Regions from separate parts of the Zea mays genome. Here region 1 is linked to region 2. The links are chromatin contacts, called in public Hi-C maps. All regions are on one chromosome and are shown on one strand. The core of a region is the stretch at or near the end of the contact, and the rest is flanking DNA. Distances in the headings are between cores, read along the strand shown. Region 1 holds the start of LOC103645590 (FIP1[V]-like protein). Region 2 holds the start of LOC100501230 (putative leucine-rich repeat protein kinase family protein).

What was found. Hi-C and Micro-C count contacts between places; a contact is called where the count stands out from the background.
Region 1: a contact with region 2 is called in a Hi-C map of ear, with 1.9 times the contacts expected there. The contact joins the promoter of LOC103645590 here to the promoter of LOC100501230 in region 2. A contact is called at or near these places in 2 of 25 Hi-C or Micro-C datasets (ear and tassel).

What each region holds. Positions count from the first base shown.
Region 1 is chr1:277,350,670-277,355,140 of Zm-B73-REFERENCE-NAM-5.0, forward strand. It overlaps LOC103645590 (FIP1[V]-like protein), which reads left to right and starts at 2,969. Exons shown (of 9, transcript XM_020546910.3): 1 at 2,969-3,838. The coding sequence starts at 3,140.
Region 2 is chr1:277,194,683-277,198,869 of Zm-B73-REFERENCE-NAM-5.0, forward strand. LOC100501230 (putative leucine-rich repeat protein kinase family protein) reads right to left here and starts at 2,208. Exons shown (of 4, transcript NM_001196007.1): 1 at 428-2,208. The coding sequence starts at 2,091.

The sequences.
Region 1 (4,471 bases), core at 1,719-4,218, 160 kb after region 2:
GCGGCGTACACGAGGGAGGGAGGAGGCGATGAGGCGCTAGGGTTCTGGTTCTGGCCGAGCGACATATGTGAGAGGCGGGGCTAGGGTCGGATGGTTAGCGGGCCTTAGTCGGGGCGACCTATTTAGCGTGCTCAGGCTCGTGCTTTCACTGTGGGCTCGCTTGGCGGACCACGCCCCGCATGAGCGACGGGCCAGGCTAGCATGGGCACGACAGCCGACGTGTCGGGCCGAGCCTGGGTCGTGGCTCACTGTGCCGGGCCATGTGCCACCTAATGGGTCGGACCGTTATGGACATGTACATGTGGGAGCCTAATTGCATGCGTGATTATTTTTACCGTGTATGCATGTTTCCATGAGTGGCCAGACACGCAACGATGATCGCTGATCGGGTTAGAGTTACACCTGTTTCCCAACCATGTCTGCGGCTGTTGGATCATTGATTTGCTTCGCTGCGTATATTGTGCTGCTTCAGCCCCACTCTAATGATATGTCCCGAGTTGTGGACCAACTCTTAAAGCTGATCGTCACCTTTATAGGTTTATATCATTTAAGCAGATCTGAAACCATCTGATGTATAAATGTGTATACTAGCCTCCTGGGACTAGTATTTGTATCACATTTGAGTCCAAGAGGATTGTGACGTTTCAGCTCCTCCCCTAGTACAGTGGTCTCGTCGTTGAAGATGGGAGCATCCTCTACTCTTCCCTAGATAAAGAGGACATCCAGGAAGAAAGAGCTTGGGGCTGTGTCCCGCGTTCCGACCGTCTCCCATGTGAGCGGAGCGGCCGGGACAATCGTCGATCTTGTTTCCGCGGCCATGTTGGTACTGGGGCTATCCACTCTTTTTTGTCCATTAATCAAGGTCCACACCCGGGTAGGTGATGTGGGCAGAGGAGTCCGCCACGACAAGGGTGCAACCTCAGTCAGTCGAGCCACATGTGTTGTTATGGCCCTAGGCCCGCCCTATGCGGACGCAATCCTACGTGGTGCGAAAGTTGGTTGAGGTCTTCGTGCCTTGGAGTTCATCGGAGCAGTTATTGCTGAAGTCAGGCAGGGCGAGCCTTCCTCCGCAATTGGTACCATTAGAGAAGATCTTTTCTCAGATGGATCTGCAATGCGGTGCAAGACACCTTCTTGATCCGCGATGTAGGAGACGGATCCAAAGCGAAACACCTCCCCGACGTTGAAGGTGATCGGGGTGTTAAAGATGATAGCCATGGAGTCATCGTTGATCAACGTCGCATCCCCTACTTGGCATGCCAACTGTCGTTGTTTATGACCTGACTGCGGACCACGGGGTTCCCCACGTGATGCTTTTGAGCAGGACGACGCCGTTGACTGCGACTCGATGGTCTGAGGATGCATGCCATACCACACAAGGGTTTATATAGGTTCAGACCGCTAGAATGCGTAACACCCTACTTCCCGTCGACGCGAAGTATTGGAGTTTCACCGGTGTACATGGGTTACAGATGAACTGTGGGTAGTGGAGGGTGACTTCTCCTGTCGATCTAGTGGTGGTGTGGTTGCTATGAGAAGGCTAATGAGCTATGAAGTGGTGCTGGGACATGACGAGATGAGATGAGATGCGATCATAGGGGCATCCCCTCGATCTTATATAGATATCCATAGGGTTATCCATTTATAAGTCGTGATCGCTATCTAACTCTACCTGAATCCTCTTTTAACGCATCATGCATTCTTGCTCATTAGTCGCTCTTCATTCGAGTTATCGCAGAGTATCTAGCCCTTCAGGTGTGCGCAACCTCTTCGCGAGACATCAACGCTCCTGCTGCACATAATTCGGTTGTCCGATCTTCGGGCCTGTTTGGTTTAGCTTTTTTCTGACCAGCTTTTCCGAGAATCTAGCTGTGGGGAGAATCTGGCTGTGTAGAGAATCTGAGTATCATTAGGATTACGTGCGGAGGAAGATAAAGTTGTCCATGGGGCTCAGGATCTATAAAGTGACGGATTACTACTATTGCGGCGACTCAACCGATTATATGTTTATGTTGATTTTGAATAGTTTTTAACCAAACAAATTTTATAAAAGCTGGCTGAGAAGCTGAGTGTTTGGCAGTCTGCAGCAGCTTTTGGTGGCCAGAAGCTGTGAAAAGCCGAAACAAACAGGGGCTTCGTCTCCCTAGGTCGAGCTCATCTGGCCTGGTTGCGACCCGAGGGCATGTCTTGCTAGGCAAACCATCGGGAGGCCCATCAGACGGCCCATGAGGCGTTTCTACGCTCATAAGGACCCGACATATATCTATCTCCCGCAGCTACCTACATCAAGAACCTCACAACACAAATGAGACCATTCACGAACCACATTGTCGTCGAGGTCACGCTAACCACTTATTGGTTGTTGGCAAAGAATTTATGAGATATTGAAGTCGATGATAATATATGTATTGTTTGTTTCCATGTAATCATTATACACTAAAATTTGTTGAATAGTTTATATGATGTCGTAATGCAAATACATTGTACTAATAAAAGATCAACGAGTTTGGGAAGTCTTGAAGATGCTCTTGGCGTCTGTCAAGGATGAGGCAAACAAACCAGAGCTGAAACGACCCAATGATCCTTGTCAAGGGCCTAAGGTCCTCTTTATGACCTCTAAAGGACTAGAGCTAATGGTTATGCTAAGTTTAAGGCTCCTCTTTGGCAGGGTTTTCGCTCTGGCTCCTTAGTTTTTTCTGGAGGAGCTAGAGCCGTTTTGCAATTTGTTTGACAAAACAACTTATCTTGTGTTTCTTTTTTGAATGTATGAGGAAAACGTAGGTAGAAACCATATTTTTGGTGCTTTGGCTCCTAACAAGAAAACGACTCCGACTATTATCGGGTTCTCGACGATATTATCGGGTTCTCGATGAGAAGCCGATTTTATGGTTGTTTAGTAGGATTTCACGATAAATCCGAGCTAGAGTCGTCCAAATAGCCGTGCGAAAGGGGCTGTGTAAACATCTAGCTAACTATAACAATTGATTTATTAGCTGACTATTAGTAACTCGGAATAGTACCTAATAAGCAGCTCCGTAGCGCACACTCCACGACTCGGCCTCCTCTTCCTCGCACTATTCCGCCGCCGCCGCCGCCGCCTACAATCCTCCACCTCCCCGGGTCCCGCCGCCGCGCCGCGATGGAGGAAGACGACGAGTTCGGCGACCTCTACACCGACATCCTCATCCCCACTCAGCCCCCCACATCCACGTCCGCGTTATCCAACCCTGTTCCAGTCGAAACCCTACCCCGTCCGCCTCCAAACCCTAATCCTAGCCCTGTGGCGGCGGCGGCGGCGGCGGGGGTGGAGGAAGACGACGACTGGATCCTAGGAGGGAGCGACCCCATACCCGGGGTCGACCCGACCGGCGACTGGGCCGACGAGGACGACGACGAAGGCGACCCTGCGCCGCCCGTGAAGCTGCCCGCCGCTGATAATGATCTCGATCCGCTCATGGGGGGTGGTGCGGAGGATTCCGGGCCAGCCATCCCTGGGCTCTCGTCGTCGGCGGCAGCTGGTGCGGCCGGGAGCGACCAATGGGACAGCGATAGCGAGGACGACATCCAGATCGTGCTCAACGAGACAGATGGACGCCGGGGGCTCGGGGATGATGAAGGAGACGACGAAGACGGTGAGGACCTCGTCATCGTCGCCGACGGACCACACATCACCGGGATCGACGAGCAGGATTGGGGAGAGGACCCAGTAGCGGCAGGGGCAGAAGGAGAGCGAAAGGACGGAGGTGATCCTGGTAAGACGGCCGCGGCACCTGGTGGAAGGATCGGGTACAGTGGCGGCGGCCAAGGGTTCCATCAACAGCACCATTCCATGTTCAAGGTCAGTTATTTGGGCCAAGAAGCCGTACGATGCACTCTGGCCACCCCTACAGAGGGAGACGTCGTAAACCCGGTTGCGACTCGCTATCCTTTAGTTGTACTGTGTTACTTTGTGGAAATTTCCTGTCAAGTTTAGTTTCTTTTTACAACCCGGTGCGGACCATTCCCGATGTAACTGTAAATGCATTATTAACATGGTCTATAAAGGAAGAAAGGAAGAAATGAAGAAAATTTCAATGACATTGCATTTTCTATTGGTATTGGATGCCTCTATATAGCATCTTCAAACGTCCATTCCTTGGAGCGGGTTATCTCCATGCTGGAGTAGCATTCACGATGGTAATGTTGAGGCTGATTGATTTCACAGGACAGTAACGGAATTTCATTCTGCAGTACAAAGCTGACCGGTTTTGAAGAATGATGCATTGATGCCACCATTTCACCTGTACAGAGGTGTGCAGCTGGTTCAATTCACTAATATCCTTTGCGGTCTAATAAGAGATATGGGCACATAGTAATTGACATTATCCAGCTCAAAGTGCACTACAATGCTTCTTAAGGGTCCGTTTGGTCAGCTTTTTAAGGGTTCGTTTGGTTCAGCTTTTTAAGGTTTTGGAATGGTCTATTTGGTTAA
Region 2 (4,187 bases), core at 958-3,457:
GAGTATTTAAATGATATAGACCAGCAGAAACATCTCTGCAAAGATATTAAAGCAAATAACAGCAGTGTCCACATTGAATTTCCAGTACTCAGATAATGCACGGTATATACCGCATCAAGCACAAAATATTAAGTTTCTGAGTCAGCGATTGCTAGCACACATTAGTGTATGTTCAATGTATTCCTAGCTGTCACCAAATCTATGGGGGAAAGCTCATTGCAGTAGCTGCTGAAACCTCTAGTACCAAACTAAAAAAACAATTATCAGAGCACCCATAGTGAAACACACATAGCGGAGACTGACTGTCAACCACTAAATTTCAAGTAATGATACAGATTGAATTTCTATGATAAATCTAAAACTTTATCGTCTTAAACAAAAAAAATGTTAACAGATACAAAGCAAACAAATATTGACAAGTTAATACCTATGAACCATCGGTGGAGAACACTCATGATGCAGATAGCAAAGAGCCTCAGCTACTCCCGTTGCAATCTTCAACCTCTTTATCCAGTCCAAAGATTGCAAGCCTTCATCTTCCTCCCTTGACTTTTTGTGCAGTGCACTTGACAAGTCACCATTTCGGACAAACCTATACACAAGAACCTTTTCTTCTTCTTTATCAAGGCAGTGACCCAGGAAAGGAACCAGCCTTTCATGCAATCCTTTAGCAAACAAATCTAACTCTGCCATATAGGCATCCTTCCGAGCCACGCGCAAAGTGATCCTCTTCACCACCACGGCAGTCCCGTCTTGGAGCACACCATGGTATAGATCACCTGAGTGACCATGCTTGATGAGCCTCTCTTCCCCAAATCCCGATGTGGCATTGGCAATTTGGTCGTAAGCAAATGAATCGCCGACTTTCGCCATGTTTGTGGACAATGCAGAAGGGTGTGTGCCACCAGTAGCTGCAGCTGTGCCGGTAGCTGACACTACCGATGGTGCTGGTGCACTTGGTGATGCCCCACTTTCCCTCTGACCATCCGTCCTCCCTGTTCTCACAGAACACACAAAGCAGAACACAATGGCTGCAACCCCGGCTATCAGCAGGAGGCTTCCACCAATGGCCCCGATCAGTATGTATTTCAGATTCCTGTTCTTCTTCCTTGCCGGTGAAGGTGCAGGCTGTGGTGCGGGTGGGATAACTGGACCATCATATGGCAAGCCACGCTTGGCATAGAACTGCTGACAATCAGCCTGGGTACGCTGTCCCAGAACGTCAAGGAAGCAATTCGATTGAAACGAAACATTGCCACCAGGCCCACCACCACCATCGGACACTCCTAGCTTGCCGTCGAAGTAGTTCCCAGAAATATTGGCCAGCAGCAACTGGGCGAACAGCCGGCGAAAGGTCTCTGGCACGCCGCTATAGAACAAGTTCGACGACAGATCCACCACCTGTGCATTGGCTGGCAGCGCGAACCCTGCCGTGGGCAATGCGCCGGTGAGGTTGTTACGAGAGACGTCCAGAACGCTGAGCCCCGGGAGCGACCAGACCGCGTCAGGCAGGGCGCCCGAAAACGCATTGGACGAGAGGTTGAGGGTCCTGAGCCGCGTTAGCCTCGAGAGCGCGGTGGCCGGGAGTTGACCGGACAGTTGGTTGCCTGCGAAGTTGAGGGTGGTGAGGTTGCCGAGGCCCACGAGCGCGGAGGCCGGGATCTCCCCGGAGACGGCGCAGGCGGAGATGTCGAGGGACTGGAAAGTGGGAGCGAGCCCGTCGCCTAGCCACGCCGGGATGGAGCCGGGGAGCCCGAACCCCGAGGCGTTGAAGGCCTCGAGCCGCGTGAGGTTGCGCAGGCCGTCGACGTCGAAGCGCGGGGACAGGCGGCCCAGCCGCGTGCGCCGCAGCCCGGCGAGGTTGAGCGAGACGACGCGGCCGGCGCGGCAGCCCACGCCCGCCCACGCCGTGCACGGGTCCGCACGCCGCGGCCAGTCCCGCGCCCTCAGGCCGAGCGAGCCCCGCAGCGCGTACAGCCCAGCGAGATCCGACCGCGACGTCAGGTTCCCCTGCGCCAGCACCGCCCAGGGCGCCGCCGCCAGGGCGACGAGCAGCAGCGCCCAGAGCCCGCGCGCTCGATCGCGCATCATCGCCTCGAGCGCCTCCTCCTGCCGCCGCCGCCGCCGCCGCCGTGGCCCATGTCCACTCCGCGTTACAGGTGTCGATGGGGTTGGCGAGGAGGCCGAAGCGCTGGAATTCGGAGGGAAATTAAACGCAATAAAGGCGGGGGTGCAGAGGCCGAGCTACGCAGGTAAACTACAGGGCGCCACCACCAGAGAGGCCTCCTCCCTTGGGGGGTCTCTCACCACCCCGCCATTAATGCCCAAAGTTACACTCCTCCAACTGCCTCCCAATTATTACTCCTCCACTTCCCCCCTGCTCCGGTTCGAAACCAGCACGAGCAGCACCCAAATTCCGCACCTCTCGAGCTCGCCCGCGGCCACGGTGGCGCCGGAGAGCACAGCGCTAGCAGCAGACGCGACGGCTGCGGCGACGGGGCGGCCGGAGCTGGGGAAGAGAGAAAGAGAGAGAGAGGAGTGGGGAGGAGAGGAGAGGAGAGGAGACGAAATGGAGGAGGCAGAACCGCAGAGGGACGAAGCCGATGCTTGTATCGCGGAAGCTGTTAGTGTTTTTTGAAATTCTCGGGGCTTTGAATGGAAGGGTTGGTTTTGCTTCCTTCTTCTGCGCTGTCCGCGATTTGTTGCCACGTTTGGTTTGTTTTTCAGCAGCCAGAGGCCGGATCCCGCTGGGTGTTTGGGTTTCTGAGATCTGACGGCGCCCGCGTTGTTGTGGTTCTGGTTCTGGTTCTGGGTCGAGCCGTGCCAGCGGTGTGGTGGTGCGCACAGATGCAGCTGTGACAGAGTCATGAGATGAACTGGTGCGCGTTGGGTTGGTCGGGTGGGTGCGTGCGTTTAGTGGCCGGTTCCGGGGGGCTTGATGGGGTTTTCGATGGGATGGATGAGCATAGCGGACTGGGAGGATTGGGTCAACGAGGCTTCTGCTTTTGTTGTGTTCGAGTCAACGGGATCTGCGGCTGCGATGCGAGCGGCTGGCGTGGCACGGCGCGGCCTGCCGGGTCGTGGCCTCGTGGTCGTGGGCGTGGCTCGCGGGCGCCCGCCGGCCGGTGGATTATGGTTCCTTTTTTTTCCAGAAAATTAAATATATACATTAAAAGCTCATGAGTAAAAATGAGCATCGAAAGATTCAGTTTTACAAAAAAAACCATCGAAAAGCTACTTTGTTACAGTGATTCATCGTTAAATGAAACTGAGAAAGAATTGGACAGTCTTATAAAACTTCGATAGCATCTATTCCTGCCTAAATATCTCAGGTTCTCAATTTTAACAGTAACTTAAGAGAAATGGTAGAAATATATAACAAAGCGGAGTTTCGAAAGTATTTTTAACCTAAATATTTCAACGCTATTTTTTTAAAAAAAAACTTAGATGTTTTAATGCACAGATCTATTGTTTTTACCCCTTTTTTCCTCTCTGGACCTTGCCCCTGCCCAGTCCGATCTACCTCATGGGTACAGCGACATTGGAATCTGACGCACGGTAACACACGGAACGGTGCAAATGTTACAGGCTGTAGAATGTGCGTGATTCTTTCTGTGTTCGTCCACCGTTTTTGGACTTTTCACTGCCTGCCGAATTAGCAGCACGTGACTACTATTTTCTTCCTGAGTACGTGAGTAGTACTAGTGTCGATGATGGCTAACCATTTTCTGGAGCATTAAACTGGCTACTAGATCTAAGCGTCCACTAGGCCGCGGGCTGTATTTAGTTGCGGTGATTTGGCGATCTACGGGGCTGTGTTTGCGTGTGCTCCGGGTAAAATTGGCTGGTAAAACATATCGCATTAGCAATTCCCTTTTCTAGGAAGATCGCTGCATACACCGAGCAGATCCAAGCGTTCTGATGAGCCGGAACACCCTGCAGAATCTCTAGTAGCTGTATTTGGTTGGAAGGAATCATGCAGGAATTGCTCATCAGATTTACAGGCTGCTAAGGCGTTGGAGTAACATCCACTCATCCAGAGACTCTCAGCCACAGGGCGGCAGGCGTACCGCGTAGTACGTTCGCAAAAGACGGAGCGAGTAGTACTTGTCTAACCAGCCGATCTGGCACCGCGGGGAAACCACTTGGCCGCTGCTTGCGCTGCGTGGAGCCAGCCACCATACGCC